Linked DNA regions of Ovis aries: region 2 is linked to region 1. Evidence: chromatin contacts called from public Hi-C data. All regions are on one chromosome and are shown on one strand. Each heading gives the region's core, a stretch centred on a gene start, on an enhancer-like site or on the middle of the called end of the contact. The rest is flanking DNA. Distances are from core to core; before and after follow the strand shown.

Evidence for each region. A called contact is a pair of places that touch in the nucleus more often than the background predicts.
Region 2: a Hi-C map of retroperitoneal adipose tissue shows a contact between it and region 1, with 1.7 times the contacts expected there. The contact joins the promoter of GPX7 here to the enhancer-like site in region 1. A contact is called at or near these places in 3 of 16 Hi-C or Micro-C datasets (mixed tissues, muscle and retroperitoneal adipose tissue).

Annotation. Positions count from the first base shown.
Region 1 is chr1:26,950,379-26,954,581 of ARS-UI_Ramb_v3.0, forward strand. All of the region lies in intron 1 of TUT4 (terminal uridylyl transferase 4), which reads right to left. Among named protein-coding and RNA genes, the nearest start is that of TUT4, 13 kb to the right of the region's middle. Within about 2 kb of position 1,848, at least 3 of the 54 cell types and tissues checked have an H3K27ac peak or open chromatin away from gene starts, as enhancers often do.
Region 2 is chr1:27,024,459-27,028,661 of ARS-UI_Ramb_v3.0, forward strand. It overlaps GPX7 (glutathione peroxidase 7), which reads left to right and starts at 1,808. Exons shown (of 3, transcript XM_027970265.2): 1 at 1,808-1,979. The coding sequence starts at 1,845.

The sequences.
Region 1 (4,203 bases), core at 598-3,097:
TGTGAACATCATGTTCACTGCAATATTATTCACAACAGCCAAAAGGTAGAAGCAACCAAGCACCTATTAACAGAAGAATGGATAAACAAAATGTGATATATACATACAATGGAATATTTCTCAGCCATTTAAAGGAAAGAAATTCTGACACATGCTACAACATGGATGAACCTCGAGGACATCACGCTAAGTAAGTTACTTACAAAAGGACAGACACTGCATGATTCCAATTGTATAAGATTGAGAATTAGTAAGTTCATAGGAACAGAAAGCAGAACAGAAGTTATCAGGGGCTGGGGGTGTGGGAAACAGGGAGTCATTGTTTAATGGACAGAGTCTCTGTTTGGGATGACTAAAAAAAACAACTCTGGAAATAAATAGTGGTGATGGTTATACAACATCGTGAATGTACTAATGTCATTGAGTTGTACACTTAAAAAGGTTAAACAGTAAACTTAATGTTATGTATCCTTTACCACGTTATGGCTTCCCTGATAGCTCAGTTGGTAAAGAATCCGCCTGCAATGCAGAAGACCCCGTTTCGATTCCTGGGTTGGGAAGATCCCCTGGAGAAGGGAAAGGCTAACCACTCCAGTATTCTGGCCTGGAGAATTTCGACTGTATAGTCCATGGGGTCACAAAGATTCGAACACAATTGAGCCACTTTCACTTTGAAAGTGGTAAAGCTGCTGCTGCTGCTGCTGCTGCGTCGCGTCAGTCGTGTCCGACTCTGTGCGACCCCATAGACGGAAGCCCACCAGGCTCCTCTGTCCCTGGGATTCTCCAGGTAAGAACACTGGAATGGGGTGCCACTTCCTTCTCCAATGCATGAAAGTGAAAAGTGAAAGTGAAGTTGCTCAGTCGTGTCTGACTCTTAGCAATCCCATGGACTGCAGCCTACCAGGCTCCTCCACCCATGGGATTTCCCAGGCAAGAGTACTGGAGTGGGGTGCCATTGCCTTCTCCGGTGGTAAAGCTACCACAATAAAAAAAAAATTTAACTCAAAAAGTCAAAACAATGTGTACTAAGCTTATATAAAGTATCACAAAGCTCAATTTTTAAACATTAATCAACTCTAAAATAGCTAAAGGTTAAAAAAGCATAACTTTTTATATGGGTAAATCAACTGACAGAGATTTTATGATCAAAGGTATGTAGAACCACACCCCCTTCTCGAAAATTCAGTTTTGTAAATAAATGGGATTTCTAAACTAAATTACCTAAATCCTCATCTAAATCCCCATTAGCTTAGTTTTCTAGATTACTCAAGTCTTTTCCTTCTATGTTCATCTAGGAAAGCTTTTTTGGCTACTGGTCAAAGCAGCTGAGGTCACTTTCTTTTCACTAGCAATTTGTTGATTAAAATAGCCTGAGGTCACCAATTGTTTTTTGAGTTTTTCCCCCTGAGATATGGAGATCATCTGGATTCCCTAATTATCCAAACCAGCTTTTCCTCTTCTTCCTTATAAACAAATAATCAAGAATGAGCTCTATAGGAAGAGTTCTGTGATGCTAGATACACCAGAAAGTTCCTCATTCCTCCAGTATCAAGCAGCTCCTGGGTATTCATGTATAATAATGTAGCTAACACTTTGTAAGTGTTGTTTGCTGAGAAGACTTAGCTTGTCCCATAGGTCCAAAAACTGTTTTGCTGGCCCTCCAATGCTTGTGCTTCTAACACCACACTCATTTTGAAATTTCACATCCATACCGTTTGGAATGGGCAGGTTATGCTGTGATAAGAACTCCTACAACTAATGCTTATCATAACATAAATTGATTTAACTCATGCAAAATCCTTTTGGGATTAAGGTAACTCTCTAAGGCAGCTGTCCTTCATGCACTGGTTCAGCCTGCCAAGCTGCTTTAATCTTATCTTACCTCCCATATTAGCAAAGCAGAGGGAGAATGCCTTTGTTCACATTTCATTTGCAAAAAAAAAAAAAGCCACATGGCTACACCTAATTTCAAGGCAATAAGGAACACAATCCTCAGAATACCTCAAAATAAACTAGTAGCAACAGGGCTTATCACATTAGTACAAGGTGAAATAAGCCAGTCTCTTTGTCTCCACGTATGTTACTATTTTCCTCCAGTCCTTTTCAGTTCAGTTCAGTTCAGTCGCTCAGTCGTGTCTGACTCTTTGCAACCCCATGAATCGCAGCACGCCAGGCCTCCCTGTCCATCACCAACTCCCGGAGTTCACTCAGACTCACGTCCACCGAGTCGTCCATCGAGTCGGTGATGCCATCCAGCCATCTCATCCTCGGTCGTCCCCTTCTCCTCCTGCCCCCAATCCCTCCCAGCATCGGAGTCTTTTCCACTGAGTCAACTCTTCTCATGAGGTGGCCAAAGTACTGGAGTTTCAGCTTTAGCATCATTCCTTCCAAAGAAATCCTAGGGTTGATCTCCTTCAGAATGGACTGGTTGGATCTCCTTGCAGTCCAAGGGACTCTCAAAGAGTCTTCTCCAAATAGATGGGGAAACAGTGGAAACAGTGTCAGACTTTATTTTTTTGGGCTCCAAAATCACTGCAGATGGTGACTGCAGCCATGAAATTAAAAGACGCTTACTCCTTGGAAGAAAAGTTATGACCAACCTAGACAGTAAATTCAAAAGCAGAGACATTACTTTGCCGACTAAGGTCCGTCTCGTCAAGGCTATGGTTTTCCTGTGGTCATGTATGGATGTGAGAGTAGACTAATTTCATGGTCATGTGATCTGTGCAGTTATACAGGGCTCCATACTCAGAAAGACACTATGCTTGATTTAAAGCTCTCCTGTCATCAACTTGATATTCTTAATAACTTTATCTTTGAATTTGTGTTTTGTAGTGAAGTCTAACGGGACAAAGGAACAGGCAAAGGAGCAGAAGAGATACATGCAAAATGTCTATCTGCCATTCCTTTCTACTTTATTCTTATAGCTTTGGTGATGCCCTGTGAACATTCAGTGGATCCATGATGTGTGGGAGTTTAGTAAAACTCAAAGGGATATAAAGTAAGCATGTTGTCTACAACTAGATAAGCAAGGGTACTAATACCCCAAGAAAAGTCACATTTTCTATTAAAATATAACTTTCTTCCCAGAGGAAAGGCAATCGATTCTAAGAAACATGAATTACCAAAAAGTCTACCACATCTTTTCTTACTCATGTTACTTCCCTGTATTAACTAACCACTTACGATAAAAGTGACAACAGAAGGAATGGGAAAGACAGAAGAAGCAGCCACAGGTCCTTTACCTTTCAGTTCTGCCAAATCAAAGGTAGAGACTGTTGGTAAAATGTGCAAGACCTAAATAAAAACAGCTGAGTAAGTTTTTACACAGTGTTTTCCCTGTTCTGGTAAGAATGAAATATACATGTATAAGCTATGAAGGGGACGACAGAGGATGAGATGGCCGGATGGCATCACTGACTCAATGGACGTGAATCTGAGTGAACTCCAGGAGTTGGCGATGGACAGGGAGGCCTGGTGTGGTGCAATTCACGGGGTCGCAAAGAGTCGGACACGACTGAGCGACTGAACTGAACTGAAGCTATGAAAGAGCATCAATTTCACATAAGAGTTAAATAATCATATATTTGCATTTAAAACTGACATTGTACAATATAAAGATGAACAGTAAAGTTCATGCTTAATATTAATAATTCAACAATTTCAATTGTTCTTTATCTGGAATGACATTAAAAAGTAAACAAACACGACAAGCTAAGAGAAAGATCAAAGAAGAAAGAAAAAAACTTTTTGTTTTAGTAACTTTAACAGCACTTTTTCCTGCCTTCTGAACTAGGGACTTTGCATTTTTATTTCTCAATATGTCCTGCACATTATGTAGCTGGGCCTGGCACCTGCTCAGATAAACAAATATGAACATGGCATGTGTTTTAACAAAGATCGTCAACATTAATACAGAAGGTGTTCAGTTAAAAGCTGGGAATACGATGATAAATAATAGAATAGTCGCACGTATAAAAGAGGAGACAGTCATATAAACAAATAATGACAATATTACTTGACATATGTTAAGAAAACCCTGAGGAAAGAACCTAAGAAAAAGTGTTCATCATAGAGATAATTGAGCTGTGAAAGAATTTTTCACTTGAGAAAGGGAGTAAGAAGGAATAAGATCTGTATATACTAGATAAAATACATTTATATAATTTTAACAAGTTTTAGGATGCAAAATAGCATGCGTAA
Region 2 (4,203 bases), core at 558-3,057, 74 kb after region 1:
TTTCCCTAGTGGCTAGGTTAGCGATGGTCTCAAAACCCCAGAATTTCCTCTACTGCAGCGTGTGGAGCACATCTGCTCTTGCCCCTTTCTATCCAGAGGACTCTTTCTGCAACATAGGACTCACCGTCTCTCCCCTGCTTAAAAAAAAAAAAAAAAAAAAAGGGAAGAAGCTTCGGGGAATTCCCTAGAGGATCAGTGGTTTGGGCTCTTCGGCTTTCACTGCTGAGCTCCCGGGTTCAGTCCCTGGTCAGGGAATAAAAAATACCAAAACCCACGGGGCCTGAGAAAAAGCAGCTTTATTTCTTGGCTTAAGGGTCATAATTTTCACTGTGGCCTGTCGGGACTGTGTGACCTCACACCTACCTGCCTCTCTGTCTTTTCTTCTTATCCTTTGTATGAGAGGCACCTAGAGCACCTAGAGCAGGACCCGGTATAGAACCGGAAGAAGCATTTGCTGAATGACGGCAGAAGTGCTTAGTCCATACCGCATTACATGAAAGCTCTAGTTTTCTCACACCAGCTTGTGAGCCTCTGGAGAGTGTCAGCATCCAGGACCATGCTTGGCACTTAGTGGGGTGCCATAAGGGTATTCCAAGTTTGGGAGACACTGTGACATGTTTCCCAGAAGCCCCAGCAGGGAAGATTTGGAACACCAGCTGTTGGGAATACTGTCAGTGAAGGGCCTTTAACTGTCAGCCATGCACCACAGACACCTTGGCTCCTGTCAGACCTCTTCCCAGATGGTCCCACACGCCATGAGAGATGAAGGCAGGGATATAAAGGCCTGGTCTGGTCATCTTAGCTCACCTGGGGACAACTCTGGCCGGCCATTTTAGCTCCAGAGCCCCTGCGGGGTCAGCCACGGCTGTCCTTGAGCTTGCATGGCGCTCTGGGCTTCTGCCTACTCTGCTTCTTCCCCTCCCTCCACAGGTGTTCATCCCAGGGGTACTCCCCCGCAAACACCCTGTACTGCAAATCTCCATCTTGGAATCTGCTTCCCAGAGGGCGAATCTGAAATTTGCCCTCTGTCTTGTCTTCTTTCAGAGAAGGCAATGGCACCCCACTCCAGTACTCTTGCCTGGAAAATCCCATGGGCAGAGGAGCCTGGTAGGCTGCAGTCCATGGGGTCGCTGAGAGTCGGACACGACTGAGCGACTTCCCTTTCACCTTTCACTTTCATGCATTGGAGAAGGAAATGGCAACCCACTCCAGTGTTCTTGCCTGGAGAATCCCAGGCGGGTAGGCCTGGTGGGCAGGCCTGGTGGGCTGCCATCTAGAGTCTGACACACGGAAGCGATTTAGCAGCAGCAGCAGCTTGTCTTCTCGGTCCCATCACTTTTAGGGAATATTCATTCATTCACCCAAAGTTCACAGGCACCATTCAAAACGTTTCGCATCCATTTTTCTATTGCTATCATTCGGTCCTGTCTAGGTGCGTGAGGACGGGAACGGATGAGAAACTGGGGCCCAGAAAGGTGAAGCGACCAGCCAAAGGGCACTGATCAGAAGGGGAGCTCCCAGCTGCAGTTTCCCCACTCCCTCTCCATGCATCCTGGAACAAGAGGAAACCTCACTGAAACGAATTCGGATCTCGGTGATCAGAATCCTGAAACCACGGCTCTGGGGTCGGGGAAGGGGCGCGGAGCCCATCACTCCTGCAGTACAGATGGGGAGACCGAGGCCCAGAGCCCGGCGCTCCGCCGCCCGCGGGGAAGAAGGGGGCGCGTCCTCGCTGGAGGGCCGCGTGGCGCCGGGGCCGCCCCCCTCCTGCCTCCCGCCCCCGCTGCGCCTGTGCCCCCTGCCCTGCCTCTGCCCTCGCCACGCCGCCTGCTGCGGAGCCAGTCATGGTGGCGGCACGGGCGGCGGCGTGGCTGCTCTTGGCTGCGGCGGCCTGCGCGCCGCGGGAGCAGGACTTCTACGACTTCAAGGCCGTCAACATCCGGGGCAAGTTGGTGTCGCTGGAGAAGTACCGAGGCTCGGTGAGTGTCCGCCCGCCGGGCCTCGGCGCCGCCCCGCCGGACCCTGGCCGGGGAGCCGAGCGCCCAGGACCCTGCCGGGTGGGGCTCCGTGGGACTCGGGGCGTTCGGTCACCCAGCCCTGGCTCCCCGCCCCCACCCAGGCATCCCCCCCGGGCGTGGCGCCCCCAGATCCTCGGCAGGGTCTGTCCCATGACTACGTGGCACGGCCCGGCGTGCGCGGTGAAACCCGAAACTCTCGCTGCTCGCGCCGATTTCCCTCCCAGCGCTTTTGGGCAGCGGGGCGCAGCCTGTCACGCACCGGTTTAAAAATTAACAGTAGCAGCCTTTGTCTCTCCCATCCCCAGTTTCCGCGACCGGAACAGAGGCAGTTGGCGATATTAAGTGCAGTGAGAACACTGTGGAAATGAAAGCTTGGTGCAGAGGAAGTAGTCACTTCAGATGCACCGGGGCCTTACATCGTCTTTTGGAATAGCGGTCCCCAACCTTTTTAGCACCAGGGACTGGTTTCATTAATGACAATTTTTTCAGAGGGTGGGGAGGGTGGGGTGGTTTCAGGATGACTCAAATGCGTTACATTTATTGTGAACTTTATTTCTGTTATTATATCAGCTCCACCTCAGGTCATCAGGAAATAGAGCCCAGAGGACAGTGCAGAGTTTAGACTTGGGGAGCCCAGTTTTAGAGAGTACACTAAGACCCAGAGATGGAGGGTCACACAGCGCTAGAAAGCAGGGAGCCTGGAGGAGAACCGCCCATCCATCCGTGGTCTCCTCTAGGCAAACTTTTAAGATGGCAGCTCAGATTGAGATGGAAGTCATCCAGTAAAACTGCTACCTCCTTACAGAGAGGACTTGAGAGAGGAAGTGTGCCTGGGTGAGTCTTTGAAACAAGAGAGAGTTTTAGCAAAACCGAGAAGAGTATTTCAGGCAAAGAGAACTGCCAGTGCCAAGTGGGAGTCCCTCAGCCCGTCTCTTTGCCAGCCCATGGACTGTAGCCTGCCAGGTTCCTTTGCCCATGGAATTCTCTCGGCAAGAATACTGGAGTGGGTAGTCCTTCCCTATTCCAGGGGATTGTCCCAACCCAGAGGTTGAACCCAGGTCTCAGCCACCAGGGAAGCAAGGCTCAGAAATAAACAGCAAGAAGGGTGACGAGGGGTAATGAAGTCCTCAAGGGAGTGAAGTCCTCATTCTGCTTGAAGGAGTATAAAGCATGACGCTGAAAGATGAGGCTGAAGAGGGTAGGGAGTGATCAAAAGGGGCCTTAAACACTTTATTCAGGGACCTAAATGTTTCACTGTGTGAAACAAAGAGCCTTCCATGTTCATTTCTCAAGGTAGACCTGGAAAGGATAAGGAGTTGTCTCTAATGGATCGGTAGGCCCAGCCTCCAGGTTTGGATGAACCACACAAGAAAACGGCTGTTAGCAATCTTCCAGGAGCAAGACCATCTTCAGTGAAGAAAGTACTCTCTACCCCTTGAAATTCTCAATTATGCTGGGAGTCCTGTGGATAGTAGCCCTTGTCCAGGGTCCCCCCCCTCCCCAAGGTACTGTGAGGTTCAAATGACTCGCAGTGTGGAAACCCTTGGTAGAGTGCTGTGTGCTTGTGATTCTTGGGCCCCAGCAGAAATCTCATCCAGGACTCAGGGAAATAGCCAGTCAGAGCAGGACCCGTTCCCATTCGGGCCTTCCCTTCCCTCTAGTGCAGCTCATCAGAGAGAGCCCCAGGTTTAACACTTGACCAGCTCTTCTACTTGTTAACTCATTTATTATTGAGAACCTACTATATACTAAGTACCATGCCAGCCCTGAGGGTACAGGGGATGCAGCGGTGAACAAAGTGGCGAAGTTTCAATTTTAATAGAGCTTATATGAGGTCGAAAGGAGACAGACAAGAAAAGAACAGAGACACGAACAATATAATTTCTAATAGTAAAAGGTACTAAGGCAAAAACAGACACAGACTGTTTGTTTTTAGAAGTAATAAGGCATCCAGGATGCGAGGAACAGAAATCCTGTAAAAAACCCAGAAAGTGGTCCCAGAATTCTGAATGTTTCCTCTAGGTCATTGATAAATCCTAAAAAGCATTGGAGTGAGAGGCCTAGAATTCAATCAGAAAGAAATTTAAAAACAAAAACAAAAAATCCACAAACTCACCCAGATGCTAAGAGGTGGAGTTAGAATTTGAGGCCAGGCAGTCCAGTTCCAGAGCCCATGTCTTAATCT